Linked DNA regions of Mus musculus: region 1 is linked to region 2. A link is a contact called in public HiChIP or PLAC-seq data. All regions are on one chromosome and are shown on one strand. The core of a region is the stretch at or near the end of the contact, and the rest is flanking DNA. Distances in the headings are between cores, read along the strand shown.

The links. HiChIP or PLAC-seq counts read pairs in DNA pulled down with a chosen protein or histone mark.
Region 1: a contact with region 2 is called in a FOXA1 HiChIP or PLAC-seq map of pancreatic cancer cells. The contact joins two enhancer-like sites. A contact is called at or near these places in 6 of 39 promoter capture datasets (the C10 cell line, the HPC-7 cell line, cranial neural crest and 3 more), 5 of 115 datasets of contacts at active chromatin or transcription factors (the 230-238 cell line, CD8 T cells, T-cell acute lymphoblastic leukemia and 2 more) and 1 of 9 other capture datasets (liver).

Annotation. Positions count from the first base shown.
Region 1 is chr6:129,214,722-129,217,933 of GRCm38.p6, forward strand. All of the region lies in intron 2 of Gm38906 (a long non-coding RNA gene), which reads left to right. Among named protein-coding and RNA genes, the nearest start is that of 2310001H17Rik, 22 kb to the right of the region's middle. Within about 2 kb of position 1,745, at least 117 of the 459 cell types and tissues checked have an H3K27ac peak or open chromatin away from gene starts, as enhancers often do. A contact at or near this core is called in CD8 T cells and pancreatic cancer cells, where this site is marked.
Region 2 is chr6:128,900,698-128,903,865 of GRCm38.p6, forward strand. No RefSeq gene overlaps it. Among named protein-coding and RNA genes, the nearest start is that of BC035044, 11 kb to the left of the region's middle. Within about 2 kb of position 1,509, at least 14 of the 459 cell types and tissues checked have an H3K27ac peak or open chromatin away from gene starts, as enhancers often do. A contact at or near this core is called in CD8 T cells and pancreatic cancer cells, where this site is marked.

The sequences.
Region 1 (3,212 bases), core at 495-2,994, 310 kb after region 2:
GCAAGTGGAAGCTGCAGAAAAGCTTCCACAGTGATTCTTATACCTCTTAAAATAGACTTGCAACCTGAACAGGTTGGAAGAAGTATAGGGGCCCCTGCACACTCATGAAAGGGAATATTAATAAATAGGACATAGTAAACACTAAAGTGCATAAAAGGCCACCCAGGCCCTGGCATAATAAGGATGGAGGCTCAGTACCCCATCTCACATTGAGATAGATCTCCCAAATTAAAAAACCAGCAGAGAAAACTTATAGTTGAATTAAACAGTAAATCCATTGGATTTCATAGAAGTGTATAGAATGTTCCACAGAACAGAAAGAAAATAGTTTTCACAATGACCCATAGACCTTCCATTAAAACTGACCATGCCATTGGCCGTGAAGCAAACCTTAATAAATTGAAAAACAACAAAATAAGTCCTCAAGTATTTCTAGGCGACAGTGGGATGAAACTAGAGGTCAATAGCTAGACTGGCCTCAGAAACACACACACATACTTCTGAGATAGAACAACACAACACTGTTTTGAACAATGGGCTGTTGATGAAACCAGGGAGGAATTGGAAGAGTTCCCAATATTCAATGGAACTAGAACAAAGGGATAGGGAGATGACTTAGTGGGTAGAGTGCTTATCCTGTGAATATGAAGTTCTGAGCTCAAATCCCCCAAACTTAAGTAAAGCCAACCTCTGTAGCATACATGTGAAATCTCAGTACTCCTATGGAGAGAGGGAAGGCAGACAGGAAAATCTTCAAAGCCTACAGGCTAGCTAGCCTTGCGTACATGGTGGGGAAAAACAAAGAGACCTTTGCCAGTAGCTACAGCATCTTCTAAATCACTGCTCACCTTTAGTCTTTATGCTTTAGAAGGCATAGTCACTGTGGCAGCACAACACACATGCATATAATTGGAGAGATAAAGACAAAAGAGACCTTTGCCAGTGGCTACACGTCATCTAACACCCCTCACCTAGTCATTGTGGCAGCATAACACACATGCATATATTTGGAGAGACATGGTCTGTTTGGTGGACTAGTCCCAGGATGCTCCTTCCTGTGGTAGTCATAATTTGTCTTATATTAAGTGTCTTAATATATTTTCTCTAGTGTTAAATTCTTTGCTATTCAAATGATCCCAGTTATTAGCTATAGGCTGAAGCTCTTTTCCATCAGATGGAAGCCAAATCCAAGGGTAGTGGTATCCCTTAGTATCGGTGCTGTGAGTTACTGTTCTTTCTTCACAGCATAGTCTCTGCATTGCTTCAAAGACTGAGTTGACAGGAGGAGGTGGTCATAGAAGCTCGACAGTCGTCTCCTAGGCACAAGAGTGACAACTATCCAGAAAGACTTTTCTCATTCTGGACAAGCAGATCCTTTTGCTTGTTTATGAGAGGAATGAGCCAGAAAGGCCTGGCCAAGAAAATGTCACTCCCTTCAAAATATAGGCCAGCCAACTAATTCTTAGTAAATGGAAGCTAGGTAAACGACATATTCTACATACTTGTAGGACCTTACACACACACCAGGGCAAGGGCATTTCTCTCAGAGGGTATTATAGCATATGCCTTGTTTTATTTACCATCCAGAGCATTTGAGAGCTGTATTTCAGTTGCTGCTTTTCCTGTAACTGATACATAAGGAAATGCAAGACAGATGAAATCCAAGAAGCTGGGTGTGTTCTGTGCTTTGGCAGCACAATGTGATCTTCTGTTAGGCTGGTGACACAGAGTCAGATATCTTGTGGCCAAGAGCCATAGCAATGAGATATAGCTGAGTCAGACGTATGATCAGCAGCTGATCCTCTTCTGAGTGATCTGTTGACAAGCAACAATGTTGAGCCGATGAAGCAGATTAAATACAGGCCAAGAATCTACAGCATTATCAACTTATCCCCAAGTTCAAGCGACAGATAGTATCACTTTGGACTGAAGTTCTGCCTTTTGGTCATATCTGCCTTTTGGTCATATCTGCCTTTTGGTCATATCTGCAGGCATTTTTGACATCCTATTGGAGATAATACATATAATATTTAGGAGTGCTGAAGAATAAATTAGCACTATGTATGAAGTCAGTAACATTTCAAACTAATGCAAGCTAGAATGATGGTGGAGTAGAGGTGTCAAGAATCTGTCCTGTCTAACGATTCATGTCTCATAGTCTGTTTGAAGTAAGTCCAGTGTTTTTCATCTGATCAGCATGCTGACCTTAAAGCCATCATAAGTTTAAAATGTCATTTGGATACTTTATCTACTGAGCACCATAGCTAAGCCACACAGTGTAGTGTCTGTTGCTGGTCAGATGGCTGATGAGGAGGTGCAACTGCAGTGCCTAGTGTCCTGAGAACGTTCCTGCCTCATGTTACTAGCCTGCAGTAGTGGCATATGCCTTTAATCCCAGCACTTGGGAGGCAGAGGCAGGAGGATTTCTGAGTTCGAGGCCAGGTCTACAGAGTGAGTTCAAAATCCAGCATTTGAAGTGTAGTTTCAATTGAAGCCCATGACTTTGGTTCTACCAGAAAGTCCACAGTCATAAGTTAAGTCATGCTGAGCTGAAGAGTACCTGTGTGTTGGACATCTTGACTATAACTTGTACCTTGAGTCTTAACTGAATACTTGTGGCAGCAAGCACATATTTCTTTGAATACATTTTTCTACTTTGATAACTTTGTATTTGTGTATATTTTGGTTACACTTTAGTGTACTCTCCTACAGGCTATGATTCCATGAGCCTCTGGAATGTCTGTTTGCATTTCCGGTGTAACAGCAGGAGTCTAGAGAGCAATGAAGACCTCTTTCTTCGAATATCAGAACTGAGTATCTGATTTTTGCTACATTTGCTTTCTCAGAGACAGACAGAAAAGACTGAAGTGGATTGAGTTTAAAGGATTTATACTCCTTTTTTTTTCTACTCTGGGAAGGAAGGATTCCAAGGGGATTTTTTTTTCAGATAGACAGATAACTGCAGAGACAACAGAACAAAATTTTAAGGGCCATGTGAAAGCAATGTGTATTCTACAAAAATAGATTAGAAAGTTTCAGACAGTTATACGTCTTCCAAAGCAAGATTTAACACAGTCCCTGGAGAGCTAAAGAATTAAATTATCAGAGTAACCCAATATGATTTTTGTAACATCTGTTCCTCAGCAAAAATGTTGCAAGATGTTCAAAGAACGGTCCACTTGCAAAATATTTTCTAGACACAATCTCCATGA
Region 2 (3,168 bases), core at 259-2,758:
AACAACTCTCTTGCTAGTGATGCATAGTTTAGGCTTCCCCCATCTCCCTCCCTTATTCTCTCACCATTTGCTCTGGTCCCAGGTCACCATGTGAAAACTAGGTCTGGCTCTGCTCCTTGCCAGGGACTTTGCTTTCCTGCACATGCAATCATCTACCACCCATACACTTGCACTCTCTCATGTGTGGGTCTCCTGCACTCTGTCTGCCAAAGCTGCCACCACCCTTGCCTGGCCTCTCAACCTCTGCCAAAGCCATGAGGAAAGCAATTTTTACCATTCCCCCTTGCACTTCCTGTGCTCTGCACAGGACTCATGAAGTGAGCTGGAGGTCCACTGCTGCTGTAGCAGGAAAAGCACTCACACAGCCCTGCACTGCTGTTGGTGCTGCTGTCCCACATCTGAGGGAATGGCAGGACTGCTGCAGGCATACTTTTATTCAGGTGTCTGCTGCCAGGTTCTCCCATCTCAGCCCCTCACCGCCCCTGCCTTTTAAAATCCACCTTGAGTGGAGTTGTTAGAAGATGGACCTCTACTTCAGGTGCTTCCTTTCCCCCGCCCCACACCCACCGCAGAAGCTGACAGGCGGGGTGGGTCAGCGCCTGCCCACAGCCTGAAGCACTGGACTGGTACTTTTGGCTGCTAGGAGGAAGTCCTGCCCCACTTGCTTGCCTACCTGCCTTCCCTCGATCCTGGTGCTGCTGGGCCCACTTTGTCCATGACCCACAGCAGGCTGGGTGCCCAAGTGAGCCACAGCACAGTCCTGATTCCTTGACTCTGTTGCCTCCACCATTGTGACTCCTCACCATCTGTGCTCTTCAGGCTGCATATGCATGTCCCAAGCCTTTGACACTTGCATTGCCCGCCTCTCTCTCCCTTTGCTTACTGGTCAATTCCCACTGCCTGCCCATCTGCTCAATTTGTGTCACAGGCCTGAACGCACTTGGACACACTCACTTTTCTCACCACAGTCTCAAAACACCACTGTCAGTTCTCTTATTTCTTTACATTCTGGTCTACACCTACTCTAAGCCAAGTGTTTCTCTACTAATGCAAAATGTGTTTTTATATATTATACAAGGTGTCAAACTTACTTAACAATTAAGATGTTCATTTCTATCCTGCCTTGGGAAATAATGATTTTTACTATTATTACTAAGTTATGCTCTATTTACTATATACATTCTCAAACAAATAATTTAACAAACACAAGTTGTGTAACTCAAGTATCACCAATCGATATAGTTCTCAGTCTTGTCAGAAGTATGCTAATTATTAATATATTTAAGTTTATGACAGACAGAGACTCCCAAGATAATGGGTTTAGCTATAAGAAAGTGCCTGGATTGTGGTATGATAACTACTGAGAGACTGTGTGGACAAGACTGGATACCTAAGAGTCAAGTGACTCATATTTTCTGAATCAAGGTGAGTCATTTCTCATTTCACATGTATCTATTCCACAGGAAAACAAAACAAAACAAAACAGGCTCTTTGTAAAAGGCTCTTGGTCTTCTGGGCTTAAAGGCCAGACTGATTCTGGCTAGGTTGCCTTGGATACCTGTTGTGGATATCCCTGTGGCTAATTATATTTGATGTTAATTCCATTCTCCTGTGAGGGGCTGTGAACAAGGAATGAGTCAGCACTCAGGTGATTTCCTGTGAACCTTCTTCCCACCTTAATTTATAAATAAAGGCTAGAGCTGGTGATTGGGAAGAGGGGAAGGTTGAACTGAAGTCTTTGAGAGGGATAGAAAGAGAGAGAGAGGGAGAGAGAGACAGACAGAGAGAGACAGACAGAGAGAGAGGCAGACACAGAGAGAGAGAGAGACAGAGAGAGAGAAAGAAGATGATGGAGGAAGAGGAAGAAGGGAAGTGGAGCAGTAGCACCTGGCCTGGAGAAACTGCATGTTATTAGGGGTCTCTGAAACTGGGATGATGGTAGTGTAGTGGTAGATCTGCCCAATCTCACAGCATGTATTCATATTAACTGAGCTGTGTTTTCATTGCCTGGGCTTATTTGGGTTAGAGAATTACTGCAACAGATACCACAGAGAACTGTTTAGTTAGTGGACTATAGATGAACTCTGTCATTTTAAAATTAATATATGCCTGCTAGATTAAAATTTCTTACCCAGATTTCTGACTACATTGACAGCTAAGGAAACTGTACCTTGACAGCTAAAAAACAGACCTAGCTCTTTACCCTATGGTAATCCACCACTATATTTACTCATTAATAAATTTGTAAGTTAGCTAAGACTGCCAGATTTCTTATAGTCATCAGGATAAACGATACACAAGTTCAGATATAAGCTTTAACAGATGTAACCTGTTGCTTTTTTTTTTAACCTAAAATCAGTTTCCATTGACTAAATACTTCATATTTCCTCTTCTTGCTATGTCATTGTCCTAACACTAATCAAGAGAGTTCTTTTTTTGTTTGTTTTTTGTTTTTTCAAGACAGGGTTTCTCTGTGTAGCCCTGGTTGTCCTGGAACTCACTTTGTAGACCAGGCTGGCCTCAAACTCAGAAGTCTGCCAACCTCTGATAGAACCTAGTGGGGAACCCCCCACTCAATTCCCGATTCGGCGTATACCCAAAGAATCACGAATAGAGTGTCTTGATGTAAATACACGAGGTAGTTTAATGACAGAGCTCCGGACCAACATGTATCCCACACAGGAGATAAAGGATGTTGGCCATGAGGGGTTTTTATGGGGTAAGGGGCTGAGGGGTATGGAATTCAGCATAGTGACATACTTTCGGCTTATTCAAACATCAGCAGAAAAATTATATGTATGTGCAGATCAAGGTGTCAGCAGCAAAAAAATATGTGCAGGAATTCTGTGAATTGGATGTTTATCAATGCTAGCAGAGTATCTGGTCAGTTTGACTCAGTTCAGATAGCCCTGTTATGTCCTCACATTCCTCTTTATCTTTATGTTCCCAGGAAGGTTTTAACTGCAGGGCATGCAGGTTTGTTTTTCTTTATGTTTTTCTTTATTCTCAGCCCCAGGGAGCCTCTAGGCTCACAAATAACCAGCAATTTCTGAGTACTTTATATGACTTACAGGTCTTAAAATTTCATCTTTCGTTCACCTCTGCCTTCTGAGTGCTGGGATTAAAGGCGTGTGCCACCACACCCGGCTTATCAATAGAGTTCTTAAT